Regions from separate parts of the Sus scrofa genome. Here regions 1 and 2 are each linked to region 3. A link is a contact called in public Hi-C and promoter capture Hi-C data. All regions are on one chromosome and are shown on one strand. The core of a region is the stretch at or near the end of the contact, and the rest is flanking DNA. Distances in the headings are between cores, read along the strand shown. Region 1 holds the start of DCAF10 (DDB1- and CUL4-associated factor 10). Region 2 holds the start of EXOSC3 (exosome complex component RRP40). Region 3 holds the start of POLR1E (DNA-directed RNA polymerase I subunit RPA49).

Region 1 (3,387 bases), core at 497-2,996, 370 kb after region 3:
AAATCATGGTCAAGGTTTTGTAGACAAAAAAAATTTTAGCCATTGACCATAACTTGGGAATCAAGCAGAGGGCGTTTATTAAGTAATTGTTGCAGTTAGAAGTTATAGGCCGCTAAGGGACATTATTTGTTAATTATAAAACAGACACCTATCCCTTACATGGGGAATATCTTCAAAGGAGTAGCTGCCTTGATCTCTGAACACAGGATGCTTGCTTCTTTCTCATTTTTCAGTCAGCTCATGGAAAGGAGAGCTGAGTAACTACTAACGTTACTGGTTGGAGGACTTGCTAAATGATTAGCCCTCTTTGAATCTCATTCCTTTCCTCCAGAGATCCTTCGGACTATCCTAAACAGTCATCAAATGGGAGCTTTCTATAACTCAGTTCTTGATCAATGCCTAGAAGGGTTGTCAGTTCTTCTACCTTCCTCTTTTTGTACCTCAAGCTTCCCTTTACTGAAGATCCTCCTTCCCTCCCCAACAAACACCCCAGTTCCAGTCAATCTTTTTCTGAAAACGACTTCTATGTATTTATCTTCAACATAAGTGATGAATAGCCTTGCATCTGTTATGCCCTTCATGCCTTGCTTGGCAGATATAAACAGGATTTATCCTAGGCTCCACTGCTTGTGGGGTTAAGTTGATTCAGGTCTCCAGCTTCCCTCAGTGATTCCTGGATGGACAGGTGTTCCTTCCTGCAGAGAGTAAGGCTTTGACCTTGATAAAATCTTTTTTTTTCCCCCTCAGGTTCTATTATTTATTTATTTCCTTTTTCTTTTTAAGGGTGCACCTGTGGCTTATGGAACTTCCTAGGCTAGGGACTGAATCAGAGCTGCAGCTGGCAGCCTGTGCCATAACCAGGGCAACACCCCAGATCGGAGCCTCGCCTGTGGCCTACGCTGCAGCTTGCAGCAACTCCAAATCCTTAACCCATTGAGTGAGGCTAGGGATTGAACCCCATCCTCACAGACACTATGTCAGGTTCTTAACCTGCTAAGCCACAACTGGAACACCTATTATTTTTTAAAATTTAATTTTATTGGAGTATAGTTGACTTAAAATGTTGTACTAGTCTCAGGAGTACAGAAGTCTTAACCTATTAGATCAAGTACCTGGGAGTTGGGCAGATCTCCAGAGCACTAGTAGGCCCCGTTTTTCCGGCACTGTACAGACCACGGTTTTTTGTTTTGTTTTGTTTTTTGGATAATACTCGTGGCATGTGGAAGTTCCCAGGTCAAGGACTGAACAAGCCACAACAGTGACAACACCGGATCCCTGACCCACTGAACCACCAGGGAATGCCACAAACCAGAGCTTTTTAATGTAGACGTTAACCTGAGTCCCTAGAGTCCCAGGCTCAGTAGGTAGTACACCATGGCACCTAGAGTGTGTGATTAGCACATAATATGGTCCTCTTTTCCCTTCGCTGGTCTCAGTGTAAAGCAGGGATGTTTAATAAACAGTACATAAGCATACCCGGCCTCTTAGACTGACTAGTTTGACAACCTGTCATTGACAACAGCATACTCACAGTGTCGCACGCTGTGCCCAGATCTTAACGCTACCCCCATGCAGCCCAGGCCCTGGGCATCCTCAGCTGCGCGCACACAACAGATAGTCATTCCCGATCTCCAATGGCAGGTCGGCTGCACCCGCAGTGGCCAGGTGTTCCCACTTTCTTGGTCCCCGGCGGATGACCGCCGAGGGGCGGTGCGCGTTTCCCAGCCGGCAGAGTTAGGCAGCTGCACGCCGGAAGTGGCGGCAGGAGCGGGAGCGCTGAGGTGTCGGCCGGCAGGGCAGTGGCCCGGGGCGGGGGGCGCTGGTCATGTTTCCCTTCGGGCCGGGTAGCCCCGGAGGGGACGAGGCGGCCGGGGCCAGGGCTGAGGAGCCGGCACCGCACGGGAGGCAGGGGGCAGCCGCCGGCCCGCTCCCTTCCCCTCCCGCGCCCCCTCAGCCGGGGGCTGACGCCGCCCCTCCCCCATCGCCCTGCGGGAGCCCTCCCCGCCCGTGCGCCCCCTCGCTGCTCCCAGCCGGGCGCGCTGGGGAGCTCCGGCAGCCCGGAGCTCTAGAGTCCTCAGCCGCTTCCGCCCCGGGAGAGCCGTCACCGCCCTCCCCGCCCCGCCGGCGACCCGGGCCAGACTGCCGGGCTGGACGCCGGTACAGCCTCGGCGCCGTCCTGGGGGTTCCTGGCGCCCGGCTGTTCGGGTGGCTGAGAGAGCGCAGCCTGGGCCGCGGGCTGTTCGTGGACCCGGCGCGGGACAATTTCCGCACCATGACTAACCTCTATGGTTCCATCCATCCCGCGGACTCGGTATACCTCAGCACCCGCACCCACGGGGCGGTCTTCAATCTCGAGTACTCTCCCGACGGGTAAGCGCAGCCCCTCGGAGGGTGGAGGCCCGCCTCGCCTGGCGCGGCTGCAGGTGGGCCGCTGCCCGGGTCCCGCTGGCTCGACCCGAGCTGGGGTTTGGGAGTCCGTTTAGGGCAGCCGGCCTTCGTGCCTCTGGCTCTTTGTGAAGCGCTGTATCGCTTTTGAAGGCCTCATCCAGCCCCTGGAGGTAGGTGAGCCCGTGCTGTTTGCTCACCTTCAGGACCAGAGCTCTGTGAAGGAGTGGTGCCTAAAGCCCCTCATCACATCTGTCAGAGCCAGTCCAGAACTAGGGTTTTCTGGTGTACCATAGATGCTTGGTAAACACACTTTGGATAAATGCCCATTCTTTCCCTGTCACCCTACCTAGGCTTGTTTCTTTCCTATCTAAATAAGCTTGATCAAGGCTAAGGGAGTCTGCAGACTCCCTGTACCCTGTGCCTGACTTGCCCTGGGGAGACAAGTCCGGTTTTCTTCGTTCCTTTGCTCCAGTAAGATACTAAGACGCTGCAGAGAGGTGTTTTGTGGGGCATCTGTGAAGTTCTGAGGCTAGACCGCATGCTTCTGTTAAGGGTATACAGCCTTTTTCCTGGCTAATTAGATATTCCGTGTTTGGCCTTGGTTTACTTTGAGCTATAGGGAATTTTCAAAGTGATAAATATTTTTTAAATCGTTTTGTGAGTACGTGGACAAGTTCAACAGCAAACAAAGGGGAAAAAAATTCACACATTTCCACCATGAGAGAACATAGATAATACAACCTTTACCTGATCAAGTCTTCTGGATTCCTAATCATTTCCTTCTTTGTTCATTCATTCGTTCCCTCATGCAGCAAGTATTTATTGAGCACTCACTGTGTTCCACAGGCAGAGGTGGCATTGGTGAACAAACCAGTAAAGGCACCGCTTTCCTTGGACTTGGGACCTATTGATTCAACTAGATATTAATAAACATACTAAGAAATTTTATAATATATATATTTTTTAATTGAGGTGAAAGCTTGAAAGAACCTGTTGTGG
Region 2 (3,611 bases), core at 750-3,249, 340 kb after region 3:
CATCCCCTGATGGAGCAAATGAAAAATAAGTATGAGGTCTGGTCCCAGAGCGAGCATCTCAAAGGGCTCTTAAAGCCTGGAGTGATAAGTCATCCTATAGAAACTGGGAAAATAAGACACTTAAGATAGCCCTCTGGATATCTGAGTGTTTAGGGATTGGGTATTTTTCTTACTTTTGAAACCAAAGGTCCTGTCATTACCTGAACATTTGGTCTGTTTCTTTTAGTTGCACCTTCAAATGCCAAGTAAGATAAAGAAGCTGGCTCACTCCCTCCAACATCAACTTTGAATATATCTCCAGATTTAGCGGTAACTATGCCAATCACATGGTCTCCTTTGACTGGAACATACTACAAAAGAAAACACAACGAGAGAATGAATGACCATAAATGACAGTCATTTTGAAGACATCTTCAGCAAGTCCTTAGTGGTTACTTTATTATCATTAGAAATACTTAGAAAATATTTGGAAATCCAAGTTTACCAATCAATACAAATCTTAAAACAAACTTGATCACATGCCACCTTCAGTAGAAGAAAAGCAATCACATGATAAGCTCTAAAGATTGCAGCTTCTAAACAGTATAATGTGTTCACTTAAGTCAGTATTCCACAACTCTTCTGTATCCTTCTGTTCCTGTATCCTCAGGAACTCCCTAGTTTTTGTTTGCATGAGTTCAGTGGTTTGTTTGCATAAGTCCCTGTGACATCTACTCATTGAGCCTGGTTCTTTGGGACCCTCAAAGACAAGTCTGCGGCTCCTTGACTTTTGGAGTTTTGAAGATAATGACGTGTCTCACAGCCCTTATCCCCTTATGTGACAAGATCTCCAAAATCCTTTCCTGGTCGCCCATCTCGGGTCACTTTACAGTTGTTCACAGTCCCCCTAAAGGAGTTGCGGAGGGTAAGCACAAGACTACGGTAGCTGTAGGCTAGCCTTAAAAGAGGGCTCCAGGGTCCCTTCTGTATTTCTCTCGAGGAGTCTTCCCAGCCCTCTCCCGGCCGTCCCACCCCTTCGGAGACCCGGCTCACCCGCTTCTGCTGCGAGTCCACCCAATAGACGCCACTGCCGCCGCCGCCGCCGGCCTCCTTGTGACGGAGGCGGCCGCACTTGGTGACCAGCAGCCGGTCGCCACAACGCCGCAAGCCCGGGCCACACACCACGCGCACCCGCGGGCGCGCTCCGGCGTTCAGGCGCAGCGGTCGCTCCCCTGCACCTCCTGGGCCTTCTCCGTCCTCCTGCTCAGGCAGCAGCAGCTCCTCACCCGGGAGCACCACCTGATCCAGCACTGTACGGGCTGCCCGCGCCCTGCAACCAGCAAAGGACTCCGCAGCATGAGCGGCTGGCTCAGCCATAGCGAGTGTAACTAAACAGTTTCCGGCTTCCGGGTCCGCGTCCAATCGCCAGGCCACCCAAAGCTTTCCGTTTCCGGCAGCACAGGCCTGTGGGACTTGAAACTACTGCAGTGATGCCTGACAGTTCTGTGCTCTCAGAGGTTGCCCCAAGGTAGCTATGATTGTCTCTAGCCGGCCGCTAATCCTGCGGTGGTCAGCAGGAGAAACGCGCAGCTTGAGTCTGTCGCGGAGCCTCCACTTCCGGTGTCTCGGATCGGACGGTGCGATACGAGACGGCGCCACCTTTGGTTCCCGGGGAGCCTTAGGAACTGAGCAGAGGTCCTTCTTGAGTTGGCTCTCCTTTCTGACTCTGCCCTCAAAAGGACCTTTACGAGGAAAAGTGTTTTCTTTTTCAGTATGAAATCTTTTTGGGTTTTGCTTGAGAATATATCTATTCACATAATGGAAAACATAGAGAAGAATAAGAACATAAAACGTGTTAGTCTTGCCGCCCGTTTGTCTCCCTTGCTAGATTGTCAGCTAGTTCCCATTGTTTGTAGCGCAGGTCCTGGCACGAAGTAGGTAATACCCGGTGAATAAAAGGAAGAATGAATGTTAACATTTTGATGTGCATTTCTACCTAGGCTTTTTTCCTCCCTTCGAATAGATACATATTGCATGCATATTTCCACATAATTGCGCTACCCCTAGCTGGCTTAGAAAAATCGCTAATGGCAGTTAAATCCTTGCTACTGCTTTCCCTGGAGCTAGCTTTAGTTGCCTATGTGAAAAGCAGTTGAATTCCAAATCAATAGCACATCAGCTCTGTTCTTCTGATTTTCAGGACTCTCACTTGAAATCATTTTCCAGAGTTCTCACTCGGGGCCTTGCTGTGACACAGATTCCATCCCTGGTCCAGTAACTTGCACATGCCTCGAGTGCGGCCAAAAAAAGAAAAAAAATTTTAAATCACCGTTTCCTCTGTCAACTGGCACCTCCAATTAGCCTTAGCCAAATAATCGTAGGAGTCAGAGCTCCTGGGGATTTGGGAGGGTGTGGCTCTGATCATATTTAAAAGAGATTACCTCTAATATACTCTCCATACTCTGTAAGATACTGGTGAGACACCTAAATAAGATACCAGAGGTCAACTGAAATGTAATTTTTGTTGTTTGTTTTGTAGTCAGTTGCTGTAAAAACAATCTGGTTGGTTACCTTTGCAGAAAGGATGGTGTAGATTATTTTTCTCTCCTCCCTACTCCAACCCAGTTCCTGAAGACCTGAATCCAGTAGGTATTAGGTGACCAAGACTAACTCAATCACGACTGGGCCAAGACCATGCCTGAATTGTGCTCAGTGACATTGGGTTACAGCCTGAGAGGTCAGGAAACGATCCCTGGATGGCCTCTCAGGCATCAGTAGAGGAGTCTCTGTCAGGAACTCAGCCCAGATACGGCTGAGGAGTCCTAACAAGGGCACTTCTGTGGGGGTGGCACGTGGGCACGCACATCCCTAAGTCCACAGACCAGAGGCCTGGAAAAGAGTGGTTACCTGAGACAGGAAGCTGAGGCCGGGAGGGGCGGGTCGAAAGTACCTCGTGGGCGGTGCTCTGCGCGACCCTCCCAAAAGGGCGTGCCCAGAGGGTGGGACGCTGGAAGGCACCCGGGAGGCGGGAAGGCAGCCTGGCCTGGGCACTGCGTGTCACCACGTAGGTGCTTCGCCGCCGCGGAGCCGTGTGGCCACTGGTGAGTAAGCGCGAAATGGGAGCAGCGGGCAGGCCCTGCATGCGGTTGCGTGGGAAGCCGAGGCCATTAGCAAGTGTGCGGAGTCCGGCTAGGAGCCGCGAACCCTGACGGCGGCACTAAGTGAGGCGTTGGGCCGCGATTGCGAAGTTCTTGTTTCCGAAAGGCGTGCTCAATGTTTTCTGGCTGTGAAAGTGGCTTCAGTGACTGGGGAATGCATAGGAGACCAGGGCCCGTGCAATCGGCCACGGACCTTCTAGCTCCTAGGCCGTACCTTGTTTTTGGCCTCCTTCCTGAGCCTTTCTGGCAGATCCTACCGAGTGGATTAGGCCTGCTTCTTGCCTGGGGGCCTTGTTGACCTGGAGCCAGTGCAGTAGAGGTGGTGCTGCACTTGACTGCCTCTGTGATTTACCTCTGCATTTCTCAGTATTTCCCTTGGGAAAATTACCAAATCGCCCTTTGGAAAGGTTGAACCAAACCTTGGCCTTCTGGACTCTTACCCAAAACTTCCTCTTTAGAAATCTTTGCTATTTG
Region 3 (3,893 bases), core at 396-2,895:
CACTTGGAAACATTAGAGAAACATTAGACAAACAGATTGAAGGACATTCAAAATAACTGGCCTGTGAACTTTAAAATTCAAAGTCAGAGTAAGAAACTGTTTTTGGTGGAAGGAGACTACAGAGCTATGCCAGCTAAATGCAATATGTGATTCTGGACAAGATCTTCTGTTATAAAGACATTACCAGAAGAGCTGATGAACTGAAGTGGGAAATGATGAGTATATGGTAGTAATGTAGCAATGTTAATTTCCTGATTTTTATGGCTGTAGTGTAGCCATTTAGGGATCGTTTTTGTCTGTAGGAAATACTATACATGGTCTTCAGGTGTGATGGGGCATCAGGTTGATAACTTACTCTAAAAAGTTCAGGGCCAGAAAATTTCTTTGCACTGTACTTGCAATTTTTCTGTAAGTTGAGATTTGGTAATTAGAAAAGACTTGCTCAGAAAAAGGAGAGCTCAGGTGTTATCTTTTTTTTTTTTTTTTTTTTGTCTTTTTGCCGTTTCTTGGGCCGCTCCAGTGGCATATGAAGGTTCCCAGGCTAGGGGTCTAATCGGAGTTGTAGCCACCGGCCTACGCCAGAGCCACAGCAACGCGGGATCCGAGCCGCGTCTGCAACCTACATCACAGCTCACGGCAACGCCGGATCCTTAACCCACTGAGCAAGGGCAGGGACGGAACCCGCAACCTCATGGTTCCTAGTCGGATTCGTTAACCACTGCGCCACGAAGGGAACTCCCAGGTGTTAATGTTTTTTAGATCATCTTGGAAGTACGTGCAGGGGGAGGGGAAGTCTCAAAAGAAGGCAATTTGGAAAACACAGATGAGTCAACCTGGTTCTTTCCCTTCAACAGTACCCTCCTTTGACTGAGAAAAACGGGTCCTAGCCTGGGCCCATGCTGAAAGATCTGCTTTAATCCTCCTTTTTGCCTAATAACTCCCCATGCGGTAGGGAGGGTTGAATCCGCGGGGACAAAGGACCATGCCTTCTGGTTCCCCCTTCTTGTCCACCCCAGAAGCTTTGAGTCTGCTGGGCCTCTCCCACTGGTCCATACTCTCAGAGTTGATTGAACCACAGGTGGTACTGTGCCAAGGTCCGAGAAGATGAGGTCATGTTACTGTTTACAGGATTGTGGATCACGTTTGGGCTTAAGGATTGATATCCAGGTGTGTGGATGGAGGTCCTGGAAAGCGGCCGGTCTCCGCCAGTCGCCACATTTAGTTAGCGTGCAAGGATTGCCTATCGAAAAATTCTAAATTTGAACTTGGACTTTCAGGCGTCAGTAAGACTTATTTGCCTCGGTGGTAGAGATAGACCATACCCTACCTAGACTCAGCCGCGAAGAAACCCGTCTATGCGCTAAAGCAAGACCTGAAGGTAGTGTGCTCCCTAGCGGCACACGACCTGTAAAGAGCAGGCCGAGTGCTGGGCCAATCACGTGTTGCGCCTTGCTGCGGAGGAAGGAGCGGGGCATAGGGAGCGCAGAGACCCCGCCTCTCCACGCGGAGGGGCGGGCGAAGAGTGAGAGGGGATGGCCCGCCTCAGAGCTCAGCGAGACAGCGCTTAGGGGCCGGGCCTGATGGGGGCGGAGCCACGCATCTCTGCGTGCGCAGGGCGGTGCCCGGAGAGGCCACGCCTCTTCCGCCCTGCCTTTTTTTTTTTTTTTTTTCCACCCGCGTGTACCTAGCGGACGCAGTTGTCTTAACTCCTGTGCTTGGCGGTAGAAGGGCGAGATGGCGGCGGAGGTGTTGCCGAGTGCAAGGTGGCTGTACTGTGGAGACCCCGAAGAGAGCCAGAGAGCTTTACTGGGTAAGGACTGCGGAGCCGGAGCAGAGCTCCCTGTAACTTCCTCCCTTTCTGTCTCGGTATCTACAGCCCTCGTCTTCCCTTACTGGTCCGTCCCCCTTCTCAGCTGGGCCAGATCCCTTCCAGGCTCTACTGCTACTTAGGGCTCGGCCAGGGTTCCTCTGTCATCTCACCGCGTTTCTGTCACCACCTTCCCGCTGAATGAGGCCTTACCAGTTACCCCTTCCCAGTACTCTAGACCCGGTCATCTCCTCACCCATCAAGTCTCAAACCTGCTCCATTTACTTTCCTCCATTGGGCAGAATTTTTCTTTATCTTTTTAGGTCTGGTCCAGGCCTCGTCAGTTAGTCCCATTTCCCCTAGTTATTCCCTCCCGTCGAAGCCCCTCTCTCCTCAGGCCTCCCCTTACCTTCCCATCCCCTCCCCATCCTCTTCCCACCTGGATCCGGATCTCCTTAAGCCCTCCTTTGGGGAGTTCCCATCATGGCTCAGTGGTTAACGAATCCGACTAGGAACCATGAGGTTGCGGGTTTGATTCCTGGCCTTGCTCATTGGGTTAAGGATCCGGCGTTGACGTGAGCTGTGGTGGTGGTCGGATCCCGCATTGCTGTGGTTCTGGCGTAGGCCGGTGGCTACTGCTCTGATTAGACCCCTAGCCTGGAAACCTCCATATGCCGCGAATTTGGCCCCAGAAAAGACAAAAAACAAACAAAAAACAAAAAAAAACCTCCTTTGGGCCAGGACCTGGGCCTCTTTGCCATCCCCATTCCTTCAGTCACTCCCTCTCATTGACTGTCTGTTTCCTCTGCATCATACTCTCTTGGTCCTTCTGCTCTCATGTCATTCCTGGGCTACAATCTTACAGTCCAGTTCTCCAATGGGAAGCTGCAGAATCCAGGCAACATGCGCTTCACCTTGTACAAGAGCAATGATTCCACAAACCCCAGGAAGAGGAGTCAGCGGATCCTGGTAAGTGCTGCAGTAGCTTGTTTTCTCCACTCTGCAGGCTTCAGGAGGCCCCTTGGGTGTGGAAGGGAGTGAGAGGAGAAAAGCAGGGGATAGCAGATTAGCCTTAAAGAACTTTGAGCCCCAGCAGGCTGGTGTGTGGGAGCAGGCTCCATTCAGTTTCACACTTATGGTGAAATGATAGCCCTTTATTCATTTGTTCATTCAGCAACCATCTATTGAACCCCCACTGTGGCTCTGGGCCGTAAGCAGCTAGGGAGACAACTAAGTCAGACATGGCCCCACCCGGAGGGAGCTCATAATCTAGAGCAGCATTTCTCAATCTCAGCACGACTGACCTTCTGACCCAGATAATTCTTTGTTGTGGGGACTGTTCTGCACATCCCTGGTGTTTAGCAGCTTCCCTGGTCTCTACCCAAATATACCTAGCACCTCCTCGTTGTGACAATAGCATGTCAGACATTCCCAGATGTCCCCATAGGGGTATTTCCCTGGGTTGAGAACCACTGATCTAGAGAAGTGAGAACTGGATGTAGGGGACACTTACACATAAGGAGACAAAGTTCAGGATTCCAGGGAGGGAGGGTACAGAGCAGGGCAAAGTGCGCTCTGCTTGCCAGAATGCCTTCTTGTGGCAGGATGCATTGGAGCCCTGAAGGATGGAGGAAGGTTTGACAGCTGAGGCTAATATTCCAAGTGAAGAGGACACCAAGGACAAACATGGGGAAGCAGGAAAACTTGGCTATGATTGAGGAGTATATTAGCCATTTCCATGGTCCTGGGAGCATGTAAGGAACAGTCATGGAAGAGGTGGCAAAGAGGTTCAAGAAGGGGTTAGACTTTGGGGTTGCCTGCAGGATCATTTTGTTGCATGCCTCTACGTGCTCAGCTACTCTCCCAAGCTCCACCAAGAACTTTCTGGCCTAGCTGGAAGCCAGCAATACCTGGGGCTTCCCTTTCAAAAATCCTTTTGCTTTTTCCCCAGGGACACCCAAAATTCACTTAAAGATAGTGGAGCTGGATCATCTCAAAGAGGCTCTCCCTGTTCTAATCTACTGTGGTTTGGAGTCTAAAGCTTCTGTATCTGAGGTTGCTCAGCTGTGGGAAGTCAAGATATTTA

The links. Promoter capture Hi-C pulls out the DNA fragments that hold promoters and counts their contacts. Hi-C and Micro-C count contacts between places; a contact is called where the count stands out from the background.
Region 1: a promoter capture Hi-C map of liver shows a contact between it and region 3, with 2.7 times the contacts expected there. The contact joins the promoter of DCAF10 here to the promoter of POLR1E in region 3. A contact is called at or near these places in 2 of 5 promoter capture datasets (fetal liver and liver) and 1 of 2 datasets of contacts at active chromatin or transcription factors (alveolar macrophages).
Region 2: a Hi-C map of embryonic fibroblasts shows a contact between it and region 3, with 1.7 times the contacts expected there. The contact joins the promoter of EXOSC3 here to the promoter of POLR1E in region 3. A contact is called at or near these places in 1 of 5 promoter capture datasets (liver), 1 of 47 Hi-C or Micro-C datasets (embryonic fibroblasts) and 1 of 2 datasets of contacts at active chromatin or transcription factors (alveolar macrophages).

Annotation. Positions count from the first base shown.
Region 1 is chr1:238,565,867-238,569,253 of Sscrofa11.1, forward strand. DCAF10 (DDB1- and CUL4-associated factor 10) reads left to right here and starts at 1,747. Exons shown (of 8, transcript XR_002336817.1): 1 at 1,747-2,370. LOC102166243 (a long non-coding RNA gene) reads right to left here and starts at 1,684. Exons shown (of 3, transcript XR_001306523.2): 1 at 1,532-1,684.
Region 2 is chr1:238,539,757-238,543,367 of Sscrofa11.1, forward strand. EXOSC3 (exosome complex component RRP40) reads right to left here and starts at 2,000. Exons shown (of 4, transcript XM_001929006.4): 1 at 1,033-2,000; 2 at 201-350. The coding sequence starts at 1,356.
Region 3 is chr1:238,196,014-238,199,906 of Sscrofa11.1, forward strand. It overlaps POLR1E (DNA-directed RNA polymerase I subunit RPA49), which reads left to right and starts at 1,646. Exons shown (of 12, transcript XM_021066147.1): 1 at 1,646-1,810; 2 at 2,673-2,776. The coding sequence starts at 1,735.